2 separate regions of the Oryctolagus cuniculus genome follow, and region 1 is linked to region 2. The links are chromatin contacts, called in public Micro-C maps. All regions are on one chromosome and are shown on one strand. The core of a region is the stretch at or near the end of the contact, and the rest is flanking DNA. Distances in the headings are between cores, read along the strand shown.

Region 1 (6,716 bases), core at 3,809-6,308, 50 kb before region 2:
GTTAGACAGTAAGAGAGAGAGAGAGAGAGAGAGAGAGAAAGGTCTTCCTTCTGGTGGTTCACCCCCAGCACGCTGCACCGATCCGAAGCCAGGAGCCAGGTGCTTCCTCCTGGTCTCCCATGGGGTGCAGAGCCCAAGCACTTGGGCCATCCTCCACTGCCCTCCTGGGCCACAGCAGAGAGCTGGCCTGGAAGAGGGGCAACCAGGACAGAATCTGGCACCCCAACTGGGACTAGAACCCGGTGTGCCGGCGCCGCAGGCTGAGGATTAGCCAAGTGAGCCATGGTGCCGGCCAACAACTCCAAGACTAGTCTTTCCAGCTGCCCAAAAACACTTTCCTGGATGCAAACAGGACTTGGGAAGTTGACCTTAATGGATGACTCATACCGGTCTAGATGCAATTACCAAAGGTGCTGAGAGACACCTATCACACCCAGTATAGGCTACTCCTGGGGTTTGCGCAGGGCTTGGAGACAATATCTCTCTCACTAGGGCCGTGACCAGCAAGACCTGGGGAAGTAATTACCAGGCAGCCCCATCCTTGGGGATAAAAGCAGAATGCAGAATTCAAAGAGTGCTTCAAGAGGGGTTCTATATCTTAGGTGTTTTTTCTTTAACTACAACAGTCAGCAATAAACATCCTTAAAATATAATTGGTCTCCCAAAGTGTTTGAATAGCAAAAAATCCAGTCTGAGTGTACACACGAAGAACATGCAAGTAGTGTATAGTAGTGATACCTTTAAAAGGCAAGTGATGGGGCTGACATTGTGGCGTATGGGGTTAAGCTGCCACTCGCAACAGCAGTGCTGGTTTGGGATCCAGCTTCTAAACTTATGACCCAGATCCCTGCTAATGTGCCTGGGAAGGCAGCAGATCATGGCCCATTGGGCCCTTGTCACCCTTGTGGAAGACCTGGATGGAATTCTTAGCTCCTGGCTTGGCTCACCCCCAGCTGTAGAACCACTGGAGAGTAACACCCTGAAATACCATTTTAAACAAACAGGCAAAGGAAACAGATGAGTTGGAAAGAGACAGCTGGCTTGAGTAATGGGCCAAGGCTGGCCAACGACCCCTAAATACTGCAGGCTCAACAGTCAGAACTTTGTGATCAGCACCCAACTCCAGTCCAGTCCTTCTGCCAGATCCCTCACCAATGCATTGGTTACCAATCATCCAAACTAATGATCAGTCATCCCTGGCTCATCCTCCCCATGTAATGGCCACCAACACTGCACAGATTTCTTGGGAAATGGAAAAAACAGAAGTGGCTCTGGCAATTAGATATTTCTCTACTGCTTTCTAAATCTTGTTTCACCAAAAAAAAAAAAAATATATATATATATATATATAAATGAAAAACTTATTGCCAAGAGAAAAATTTCACAATATAAAGGTTTAAAATAAAATAGATGTACTACAATGTGTTTATTAGGATTCCACTTCATCAAAATTGAATTTAAAAAGTGAATTAAAAAGTTGACTGGGGTATGGGTCCATATGATAGTTCCTGGGCCCACTCCTGATTCCAGCTTCCTGCTAATTGGTACCTTGAGAAGCTGCTGGGGATGGTTCAAGTAGATGGGTCCATGCTACCTACTTGAGAGCTATGGACTTAGTTCCCAGCTCCTGCGCATTTGGAGGACCATCTCTTCCCCTCTCACCCCAATAAAATTTAAACTTTTATTTAAAAAAAAAAAAAAAACCTGACTGCAGCTGGTGTTGCAGCATAGCTGTTTAAACCAATACTTGCGACCTCTCATTCCATGTGGGTGCCAGTTTGAGTTTTAGCCACTCCACTTCTTTTTTAAGATTTTATTTATTTATTTGAGAGGTAGAGTTACAGAAAGAAGTCAGGAGACATAAAGAGAGAGAACTTGCATCTGTTGGTTCATTCCCCAAAATGTCTGCAATGGCCAGAGCTGAGCCTGATCCAAAGCCAGGAGCCAGGGGCTCCTTCCGGGTCTCCCACATGGGTGCAGGGGCCCAAGCATTTGGGCCATCCTCTACTGCCCTCCAGGGCCACAGCAGAGAGCTGGATTGGGAGAGGAGCAGCCAGGACACAAATTGGCACTCATATGGGATGCCAGTGCCACAGGTGGAGGCTTAGCTTACTGAGCTACAGCGCTGTCTCCCAGCTGCTCCACTTCTGATCCAGCTCCCTGCTAAAATGACTGGGAAAGCAACAGAGGTCCCTGGGCCCCTGACACCCATGTGGGAGACCCTGAAGAAGCTCCTGACTAATGGCTTTCGCCTGGCTTGGCCCTGGCCATGTGGACATTGTGGAGTGATCAGCAGAAAGAACATGTCTCTCTCTGTCTCTCCCTCAGTTCTCTCTTTCTGTAACTCCGCTTTTCAAATCCAACATCAATCAATTAAAAAAAAAAAAAAAAAAGGCTGCCTGGGCCTCTGTAGCAAAATGCTACTAGTAGCCTCGGAATGGGGGAATCAGGAAACTTTTCTTCTGGACACTTTAAAATTTTCTAAATAGTAGCATTATACACACACACGTTTTGTTGTCTTAAAAAAAAAAATTATTGTAAAAACTAAACAACTGCAATCAAATCTTAAAACTCTAGGAAGGAGAGAAGGGTCATCAAATCCACTTCTCCATGCAAGAATGCTGCTTCTCAAAGAAACAACCTTGTTTGCATATCACCAGGGACATCTGTTGTCATCAGAAGGTGGCCCTTGTCCTCCAGCAGCCCTGTTCACTGCTTCAGCTTCTGCATTTGTCCTACTAATGCAGTTGTCCACTCCACTTTTTCTTTTTTTAATTTTACTTGAGATGCAGAGTTACAGACAGAGGGAGAGACAGGTCTTTCATGCTAGTTAGCTCCCTAAATGGCCACGACGGCCAGAGCCAGGCCAATCCGCAGCCAGGAGCTTCCTGTGGGTCTCCCATGTGGGAGCAGGGGTCCACGCACTTGAGCCCTCTTCCACTGCTTTTTCCAACCATAAGCAGAGAGCCAGTTCAGAAGAGGAGCAGCTGGGACACAAACTGGCACCCATATGGGATGCCAGTGCAGGAGGCTTAACTTCCTACGCCAAAGCACTGGGCTCCTGCTCCACGTTCTTATGCTTACTGTTCCAGAGTATATCTTTTTCTCTTCCTTTCCCCAACAACTGTATGTATTTTACATATGTAAAATGATCTATCATAAGCAGATTGTTGGGTAAAAACAGTCTGTTGTTATCTGCCTTGTCACTGAAATGTTTTCACTATTGCTGCAGTTGAGTTTATTTTTTAAAAAAGATTTACGGACTTATGTATTTATTTGAGAGGCAGAGTTACAGACAGAAGAGAGGGAGAGGTCTTCTATCCACTGGTTTACTCCCCAAATGGTGCAGTGTTCCCGAGCTGGGCTGATCTGAAGCCAGGACCTTCTTCCGGGTATCTATGGGTATAGGGGCCCAAGCAACTGGGCCATGTTCCCCTGCTTTCCCAGGCCATTAGCAAGGACTTGGATCAGAAATGCAGCAGCTGGGACTCGAACCGGCTCCCATATGAGACGCTGGCACAGCAGGTAGAGGCTTAACCTACCACGACACAGCACTGGCCCCTGAATTTAAGTTCTACCCACTGGCTATTTGTCTTCTCTTGTCCCTTCCCATGTGTTTTTGTGTCTCTGTTGCTCCTTTCCAGTACTCTTTGGTAAATTTCAAGTCCCAAACCACACCTGCAGAATCAGAAACTCTGTTGGTAGAGTCTGGAAATGAGTTTTACTTACTAAACTATCCCGGTGATTCTGCCATATACCAAAGTTTAGAAACCACCGATTGAGGATTCATTGTCTGCATTCTTAACTCACTGAATTCTATTTAGAGTCAGCATTATACCACTTCCTGGCTGAGGCTTCTCATTCCTTTTGAAATCAAAAACAACTATAAAGTCTTCCAATATTTCTAGACCCCCTACCACTCTCTTAGTTCAGAATCTTCTTCATACATCATCAGGCTTTTTTCAACAGCTTACTGAGGATTGTTTCTCTTGCCAACCCTTTCTCCCCACTAAGTCTTCAACATTACTGCCAGAATATGGAATGTATAACTCCTAAAATACACATCAGATGTTACTTCCTTAACAAAAAAGGAAAATGATGCATTCTGTGCTGCCTACAGGAGAGACAGAAAACTTACAGGATCACCCAACACCCTTCCTTCCAAAACTGGCCCAAATGCTACAACCTTATCATCCCCTAGCCTCGCTCCAGCCCCTCCCTGCCACATTACCGGCACCGCCCTGCAGCCCAATAGTTCCCTCCTGCTGCTGACTTTGGAAGAGAATATTTTCCTTTTGTTGAATGCCCTTTCCCCTCCTCTCTGGCTCAGGACACCACACACCATTATTCAAATCTCAACAAACTCAGCTCTTCTCACAAGTCTTTTGCTGATATGGTAACCTTCACTCTTTACCTACCACAAGCTCCTAGCTTTCATGCATATCAAGTCATGAGGCTGGATGGGATTAAGGGAATGTTTGCTTGTTTGAGCAGAAAGGCAGCCAAAAGATAATGCTGCCAAAAGATAATTACTGAAACAGAGAACTGTGAAGAACTCTGCTACAGTTGCAGCTGGCAAGATTTCCTCTTGCACGCAAGTCCGCCAATGAGAGCTGTCCCCAAACCTGTACCATCTGAGGGGTTCTCGCCTTATGCAATCAAATGGACTCTTACCTGAGTCCACAATTCAAGCAAGGAAGATCGTTGTGCTATTTAACGTTTCAAAAAGTCCAAAGGAAACCACATATTTGCTCATGGAAAGTGTGTGAAGGCCTCTGCTTTGGGCCTTTCTGGAGCTTATGCCAACTCACAGTGCTAACACCAGTTAGCACATGCTGATCAGGAAGTCTAACTGGCAGTGTTTGATTCGTCTAAAAGTAAGAAAACAAATGCTTGTTTAATGTGGTTTGTTTAGAAGAGGAATGGTTTCAAAACATGGGCCCTGAAAGAGAAGGGGAAAACAAAACAATAATAATTTAAGACACACACAGGGACTCCCCCAGGCTTAGACTCCCTTAGACTGAGCCAGGGGTGAGCCCCTGCAAAGCCTGGGATACACAGGAGAATCACCTGGGTAGATAATAAGATCCTGACACTCTCAGGCCACACCCTAGGCCACTGACTCATAGAGGCTGGGCTATGTATTTTTAAAATGTCTTCAAGTGACTTAGTGCACAGCCGAGTTTGAAACCTCTGCTTCAGAACCCTGCTGTCACGTTGAGGGGTGCAGAGCAGCTACTGCCCTGCACACCGGCTGTGTGTTAGAAATGCACTTAGATATGCCATCCCAGAGTTCCGAATCAGAGCAGACACTTAACAAAATTCCTCGGTGGCTCATGGGCCCACTACAGTCTGAGAAGCACCGAATTACAAAATTGCATGGCATTCCGGAATTCCACAAACTCTCAAAGATAAGTGACCAATATTACTCCCCATATTTAGTCTAAAACATTGACCTCTAAAAAACAATTTGCTGCAGTCATCTATGAGTGAGAAATTTTCGATTTACTTCCAAACTTTTTCTTAAATACACATAAGAGGAAGAATTTAAGAACAGGAAGATATGGGAACTTTTTGTGTGTGTATATCTCCAGTAAAGGTCTAAATGAAATCAACACATATTATATTCCACACATATTATATCTAAGACCCTAAGCAACTCAATAGAAGAGTGTTTTTTTTTTTTAAAGAATATCTTGTCTTCTAACACCAGATCAGAGAAAGGGCTACTGCATTTTTAAATTGTGAATATCTTGAAAATATAATGGATCTAGGGGTTGCATAGTGCTACAGCAGGTAAAGCTGCCTCCTAAGACACCAGCATCCCACAAGGGTGTCAGTTCAAGTCCCGACTGCTTCACTTCCCATCCAGCTCCCTGCTACTGCCCTGGGAAAGCAGGAGAGGATGGACCAAGTGCTTGGGCCCCTGCCACCCAAGTAGGAGACCCAGATGAAGCTCCTGGCTCTTGGCTCCAGCCTGACCCAGCCTTGGCCATTGTGGCCATCTGGGAAGTGAACCAGCAGATGGACAATCTCTCTGTATCACACCCTAACTCTCTCAAATTAAACAAATAAATCTTTTTTTTAAAAAGTTGAGTAATAACCAGTTAAACATTTTGATGGTCAAGATCTGTAAGCTACTGAGCTATTTAAATCCTTTCTAAGCATTATGTTTAAGGAGTCACTTAAGGAAAGTACAGATATTATGACAATTTTTTTTAGCATTATTTATTTGAAAGGCAGAGTTAGAGAGAGATGGAGTGACACAGACATCTTCCATTCACTGGTCCATTCCCCAAATGGCCACAAGAGTTGGGGCAGTACCAGGCTCAAGCCAGAAGCCCAGAACCCCATCAAGGTCTCTAACATGGGTCATAGGGTTCCAAGTACTTGGGCCATCCTCTGCTGCTTTGCCAGGCATATCGGCAGGGTGCTGGACCACAAGTGGAGCAGCCAGCACCTGAACCAGTGCCCAGAGGGAACACAAGTTTTACAGGTGTCAGCTTAACCCGAGGTTCCACAGTGCTGACTCTGGCAATATTGTTTTTGAGGTTCACAATATTTCCTATGTTCTCAGAACAGAGGGGACTTCCCTTGCTAATCTAATTAGAATCTGCTTAAGCAAGAACTGGCAGCTGGAAGCAGAGTTCCCAGTTGCCAAACATAGGCACCATCACCTCTCAAAGCTGCTTAGCCTCAGGCCTTCAAATGCCCCT
Region 2 (7,029 bases), core at 397-2,896:
GAGACAACACCTTTAAAAGAAAGCGGGCGAACCATCCAGAATTTTCTCCTGAGAGTCTATTTCCAGAATATCCACTCAAGGAATCCTTCCCACTACAGATGAAAGGCAAGCGGAGGAAATACATTAGACAGAGGAAGTAAACATTGACACGGGGCCGTGCCTAGGTATTCTATGCCTCAGACCAGCAGACTCGCGAGTCCAAAGGTCTCGCTCCTGTTCATGCCTTCTATCCCCACCCAGTCGGACACCACGCAGGTCTGAAAGGTTTCCCGCCCCCCGCCTACCTTCACCGTGCACCACGGAGCGCTCAAATAATCCTGCACCCGTCGCGGCCGCCTCCGCCTGTTTCTGCGCCTCCATTGCTGAGCTGTGCGCGCCCTGCCACCGTCCCTGGGACACTGGGTCTTCGCCCTAACTGACGGCTCGCTCGCACTGAAGGTTTTAAATGTGCCCGATTCCTCTCAGTGGTAGATCACGTCCCTCCAACGTGCACCGACAGGATTAAAATAACCCCACCCTGTCCTTAAATCAGACTAGATCCGACCAAGGGATGCAAGGTCCTTCCCGCCCCACCCCCCACCCCCGATCCAAGCAGGTCGTGGGACTCGCTCACAACTCCACCTCCAAAGCCAGGGGGTCTTCCCGGGATGGTTCGGCAGAACAACGCGGGGGTGGTGGCGGTGAAATTCACATGACCGAGACTCTCAAAGAGCCCTGGCATCTTCCTTAGCTACCTGCCCTGAAGGTAAACCAGGAGCCACACACGCCACCTGAGTCCTCTCCCCCTCCAGGTCGCCAATCCGCGCCCGCATCGTCGGGAAGCCTGGAACCGGACCCCCGACGAGAAACACCGTCGGAAAGAGAAACCGAACAGCCCCGGAGCCCCCCAACTCTATCCCGGCCCTGGAGCCTGCCTTCCGCCGACGCACGCCTCTTTCCCACCGAGCGCGACGCGAGCGGGGCCACGGATCTCCACCGGCGCACGGCGCAGAGGAGAGGGAACCCCGCTTTGAGCCCTCCAGAAACTTCTGGGACTCTCTGGTTACACAACTCGAGGACCAGGTTCCAACAAGGGACCTCGCCCGGCCATCCGCGGGGCGCGCGGCGGAGGTTTGCCCGGGGGCCGGCCCCGCGCCTAGGCGCCCGAGGCGCTACCTGCCGCGGACTCGCAAGTGGGGGCGGAGGGTGCTCCGCGCCCGCCGGGCCCGTCCTCCCGGGAGGTTCCCACAGGAAAAGCGGGAACGCCAGGGACTTGAGTCAGCGTGCGGGAAGTCGGCGGCCAGGGGCACCGCCTGGCCTTCTGAGAAAAAGCAGCCCGGCTACGGCGCAGGGCCCCGGCGGACCCCGATGCCGGGGGGCGCAAGGCGCCGCTTACCTTCCAGACTGTCCAGTCCCCGGCGGTGCGCCGTCGTCAGCTCCGCCCTCCCCTGACCTGAGGCGGCTGGGAAGGGGCAAGAGTGCGGCCGGGCCGCGCAGGGGAGCGCGACTTCCCGGGGTCCAGCGGCGGCTCGCGCGGGGCTCGGCTCCGGAGCCGCTGAGGCTAGAGCGCAGCTCCGGCCGCTACGCGCGCGGGCGGCGGCCGAGTGCGCAGGGGCCGCGCTCGCTCGCTCGCAGGCTCGGCGCGCCAGCCGCCCCGGAACGCCGGGAGCCGGGCCACGCCCCCGCGGGAGGCCCCGCCCCGGCCCGCGCCCGTGCCGCGGTGCCCGCTGCGCCCGGTCCGGCCCTCAAGCTGGCGCCGCCCCACAGGCGAGGAGCGTCGCGGGGCTGCCGGGGGCTGCGCGGGACCGAGGCTGCGGCGACCGCGCCGGGCCGCGAGGGGGACCCTGCCGCAGGCTGCTGAGGGGGGCTCGAGGACGCTTCGCCTTTGCCGCCGGATTAAGCTCGGGGTCAAGTTCCCGACTCTAAGTGTCAAGGAGCCCCTTTTTTATTTTTTTTGGCGATCTCATGAACAATTGAAACAAGATCCCGTGCCCTTTAAAGGCGATAATAACTAACATCTGGGGAATCCTAGTGCAGTTTATGAGGGGCTTTCGCACGCAGCCCGGTTTCGCCTTCACCACAGTCTTAGCACAGAGAGCAATCGTTCCCGTTTCCTAATGAACGAAACCCGAGGGCCGAGAAGTAACCGCTGCGCTCGGTGTCCCGAGCCGCCGGGGCCTCGGGGCTCCTGCGCTCCGCCGGCCCCACCCCGGGGACGCCCGACGGCAAACAGACCCGGGAGAGCCGACGGGGGATGCCTGGTGCGCTCGCTGCGGGGTTCCCTCCGCCGTGAGCGCCTAGACCGCCAGCCGCCTCCCCAGTGCAGGAGCGGGAGGCGGCCCCCGACCCCCCAACAGTCTAAAATTGGTGCCAAGTCTTTGGATGACCAACGTCACCTCACTGAAACGCAATGTGTAAAGTCCACGCATAGCATGTGTGAAAATGAGTCCCTCCGCGGCGACCTCCGTGTTCTTTCCTTTTTGAAATAAAAAAAAAAAAAAAAAATGTCATTGCCTACAAAACGGCAGAGCTACCCGATAGGCATTTGTGTGCATTTCCAAGTGCAGCCCTTGGTTGCTTGATTTAATTTCCCATGGACTGTTTTCCAAAACTCGCTACTCCCCATGCCCCCGTGGTGAGATTGCTTTAATTTACTTTAACAGCTCCAGTAATTGTGGGGTCCCTGATGAAATCTGGTGGTGTCTCCTCTTGAAAACCTAGGAGGTTGTTCCTCAGCAGGGTAGAACAGCAGTCACCCCCAACGGGCGGGCGGGTCTCTGGGCATTTTTTAAACTTCCTAAGAGAGACTGACACCTATTTTAATCAACAACAAAAGTAATGCATTGTATTGTAAAATACATGTATATGCACACCAGTGGTCATCAGAGAACTCCATGGGAAATGCACGCTAGCTTAGATTCCATTTTTCTACGAAATTGTCTATAGGTACCCTCAGATAAGCAGGGTGCTATTTTATTCCGAGGGTTTACACCTCTTCATTCCGAAGCTCTTTTTCTTGTTTCTGTTCTTTTGGTGTCATCCTCTACCTCTTACAGTGCGTTCGAGTTGTAATCAGCTCAGTTAATGATGATCTCCAGAGAAATTTGGTCATTTTATTTTCCTGTATTAAGAGTAGAGGGAGTTCCAGGTTTTGTTGATGATGCGGTTGAGTTTGGAGGGTGGTTCCTTCCATTTATATGAATATTCTTAAGCCACAACAGGGACAAAGGCAAAGCTGTTTTCATGAGACTCCCGTGGTGCACAGAAACAAGGGAGATGCATGTCTTCTCTGCATTTGTTTCCTGAATGGTGACATTTAAAACGCTTTAAATAAAAATTAATTTTCTCATAAAAAATAAAAAAGCAAGATGGCCATCCCAGTGAGTTTTTTGCTTGTTTGTTTCCTTCCTTTTTTTCTCAAGATCACTTTATAGAAGTGGTTAACAAGCAGGCTAGTTTTAAAAATGGTTACCTTTGTGGCCCAGGGGTTAACCTGCCACTTGAGATGCCTGCATCCCATACAGTAGTGCAGGTTCAGATCCTGGCTGCTCTGCTTCCAACCCAGCTCCCTGCTGATGTACCTTAGAAGGCAGCAGAAGATGGCCCAAGTGCTTGAGCCCCTGTGCCCCTATGGGAAACCAGGGTGGAGTTGCTGATTTCTGACTTTGACCTGGCCCAGATCTGGTTGTTGCAACCATTTGGGGAGTGAACCAGTGGGTGGAAGAGCTCTCTCTCTTTCTTTCTGTCAGTCTGCTTTTCAAATACACGAATAAAACTTTAAAAGTGATTGTACTGTGTCTAAATGATTGAGTGTATTACATGAACCAAAGGAATTTTATCCTATAGCTACACATATTTAGTGAACTTGACTACATTTTCCTCAACCTTCTTCATTACAGGAATTCTGCAGTCACTTTTTAGCATGCTCAAAGACATCCTGGCACTTTCTTAATCTTAGCCACCTAGTCACATACATTTCTGATTATGTTTCTGCTAAGGGCGATATTTTTAAAAGAGAACTGGGGTGGGGGGGAATCTTCTTTTGATACAAGGATGATAGTTTTTAACAGCTCCTTCATGCAAGGGCTCCTGGGGTGTTATCTGACAATTTTCAGCCATGATTTTTCTTAAAATTGGAAAACAAACAAGTGAAGCCCCTGGGATTCATAGAAGCTCATCAGCTGTGTTCTCAGAGCACCTGAACACCTGAACAGTCCAGGGGGACGAGAATACAACATTGAAATAGAGACAGGCTGGGAACGTGCCTGGCATCTCAACCTGGCCACCTGTTTGCTTGGCCTACCTGAAATACTCCTAAACTCTGCAGTCGGCAAGACCCAAGTAATTTAAATTACCTTGGGGCTGGCTCCTATAGTAGGGTAATCCTCCGCCTGCAGTGCCAGCATCCCATGTGGGTGCCGGTTCTAGTCCCAGCTGCCCCTCTTTCAGTCTAGCTCTCTGCTATGGTCTGGGAAAGCAGTAGAAGATGGCCCAAGATGGCACCCACATGGGAGACCTGGAAGAAGATCCTGGCTCCTGTCTTCGGATTGGCACAGCTCCAGCAGTCATGGCCATTTGGGGGGTGAAACAAAGGAAGGAAGACCTTTCTCTCTCTCTCTCTGTCTCTGTCTCTGTCTCACTGTCTGTAACTCTACATCTCAAATAAATAAATAAATAAATCGTTAAAAAATTTTTAAATTACCTTACTCCAAAATGACTGGTGTACCAGGAGACTTCAAGAAAGTTCATGATTTGAGGCCGGCGCCGCGGCTCACTAGGCTAATCCTCCGCCTTGCGGCGCCAGCACACCGGGTTCTAGTCCCGGTCGGGGTGCCGGATTCTGTCCCGGTTGCCCCTCTTCCAGGCCAGCTCTCTGCTGTGGCCTGGGAGTGCAGTGGAGGATGGCCCAAGTGCTTGGGCCCTGCACCCCATGGGAGCCCAGGATAAGTACCTGGCTCCTGCCATCGGATCAGCGCGGTGCGCCAGCCGCGGCGGCCATTGGAGGGTGAACCAACGGCAAAGGAAGACCTTTCTCTCTGTCTCTCTCTCTCACTGTCCACTCTGCCTGTCAAAAAAAAAAAAAAAAAAAAAAATTCATGATTTGAGACCAGTGTTGTGCCATAACAAGTTAAGCCGCTGCCTCTGACATTGGCATCCCTTATGGGCACCAGTCTGAGTCCCAGTTGCTCCACTTCCAATCCAGCTCCCTGCTAATACGTCTGGGAAAGCCAAGGATGATGGCCCAAGTGCTTGGGCCCCTGCACCTACATGGGAGCCCTGGATTAGATCTTGGCTCTCAGCTCTTGGCCTTGGCCTGGCCCAGCCCCAGCCTGTTGTAGCCATTTGGGGAGTGAACCAGTGGATGGGAGATCTCTCTCTCTCTCTCTCTCTCTCCCTCTCTCACTGGAACTCTGCCTTTCAAATAAATCTTTAAAACAAAAAGTTCATGGAATGATGAAATTAAAATGTTTCAAATAAAATTAAAATAGAATTTCTTGAAATATTAGTTTCATTTGATGCAAAAAAATTTTTGAAACCCATGCATAAGTGTTTTCCATGAAATTTTGAACACTCCCTGAATGCGTAGCTTTCAAAATTTTTGCACCAAAATTAACTGATCTTTTCATTTAGTTTTCCATGAATTTTTGAAGTACCTTCATATCTCAAAGGGCGTTAATTTCTTTCCCCAAAGAGCAAATAAATCCTATCCAAATTAATAACTGAGCATATACTTCTGATTAAAAGAAAGAAAAAAAAAAGGCCTGACTTGAGGGATGGCTGTATAGATGAGAAGAAGGAGACATGTGGCACTAAGGACGATGAAAACGAGCTGGAGGAAGAGCCTACATGTAGTGGGTGGGACTTGCCTCTCGATTGTGTTGCATTCTGTTTTTTAAACTTTATTTATTCATTGCTATTTGAAAGACAGTGACAGAGAAGGAGATCTCCCATCCATTGGTTGACCCCCAAAAAGCCTGCAGTAGCAGAGCTGGGCCAGGCCATCCAGGTCACCCACGTGGGTGGCAGGGACCCAAGCATCTGAGCCATCACCAGCTGCCTCCCAGGGTGTGCATCAGCAGGAAGCTGGATTGGAATCTGAGCAGTGATGCAAACCCAAGCACCCTGATATGGGAGGCAGACATCCCAAGTGTGTGTGTGTGTGTGTTTTTTTTTTTTAAGATTTATTTATTTATTCAAAAGTCAGAGTTTACAGGGAGGGAGAGCCAGAGAGAGAGAGAGAGAGAGAGAGAGAGAGAGAGATCTTCCATCTGCTGGTTTACTCTCCAGATGGCCGCAATGGCAAGGGCTGGGCCAAGTCAAGGCCAGGAGCCAGGAGCTGCTTCCAGGTCTCCCACATGGATGGCAAGGGCCCAAACACTTGGACCATCCTCTGCTGCTTTTCTCACGCCATTAGCAGGGAGCTGGATCAAAGTGGAGTAGCAGGGACATGAACCAGCACCCATATGGAATGGTGACATCGTAGGTGGTGGCTTTACCTGCTGTGCTACAATGTTGGCCCCCCAAGTGGCATTTTAACTGTTGTGCCAAATGCCGGCCCCTGTGCTGCATTTGAGAAAGATAACTGTGGCTGCCGTATAAAAGTGCACTGCAGACAGTCAGGGTTCAGTCATAATCCCTCAGGCCATGGAAGAAAACATGCAGAAAACTAGGCAGAGATGGTGGGAAGATAGAGGAATTCCTCATTATGTGTCTCTACCTGGGAGGCAGATATGCAAATATGAACCTGCAGTAAGAAATACCGGGTGCACAATTATTATAATTAAAGTAACTATTTTGTCATGAACGCTTTGCAGAAAACATGCCTTCCAGTGACCTGGCGGGGTTTCCTATTGTGTGCAAGTTTACCCTTATCGCTGCACACAGCTCCGCAGTCCCAGCCCCGTCTCCTCTCTCTACTCAGTCCTCCCCAGTGCCACTGAGGGACCCCCTTACGTGTATCTCTGGTCCTGAGAGGTATGTGGCAATTGCAGGGAGAGTTAAGTACTAATTCCTCACTCTACACGCAAGCCATTCCAGACTATTTCTTAA

What was found. A called contact is a pair of places that touch in the nucleus more often than the background predicts.
Region 1: a contact with region 2 is called in a Micro-C map of ear pinna, with 3 times the contacts expected there. The contact joins the enhancer-like site here to the promoter of AFF1 in region 2. A contact is called at or near these places in 2 of 6 Hi-C or Micro-C datasets (ear pinna and psoas muscle).

What each region holds. Positions count from the first base shown.
Region 1 is chr8:82,237,398-82,244,113 of mOryCun1.1, reverse strand. All of the region lies in intron 2 of AFF1 (ALF transcription elongation factor 1), which reads right to left. Among named protein-coding and RNA genes, the nearest start is that of AFF1, 52 kb to the right of the region's middle. Within about 2 kb of position 5,058, at least 3 of the 8 cell types and tissues checked have an H3K27ac peak or open chromatin away from gene starts, as enhancers often do. A contact at or near this core is called in ear pinna, where this site is marked.
Region 2 is chr8:82,183,268-82,190,296 of mOryCun1.1, reverse strand. AFF1 (ALF transcription elongation factor 1) reads right to left here and starts at 1,646. Exons shown (of 21, transcript XM_051820180.2): 1 at 1,376-1,646.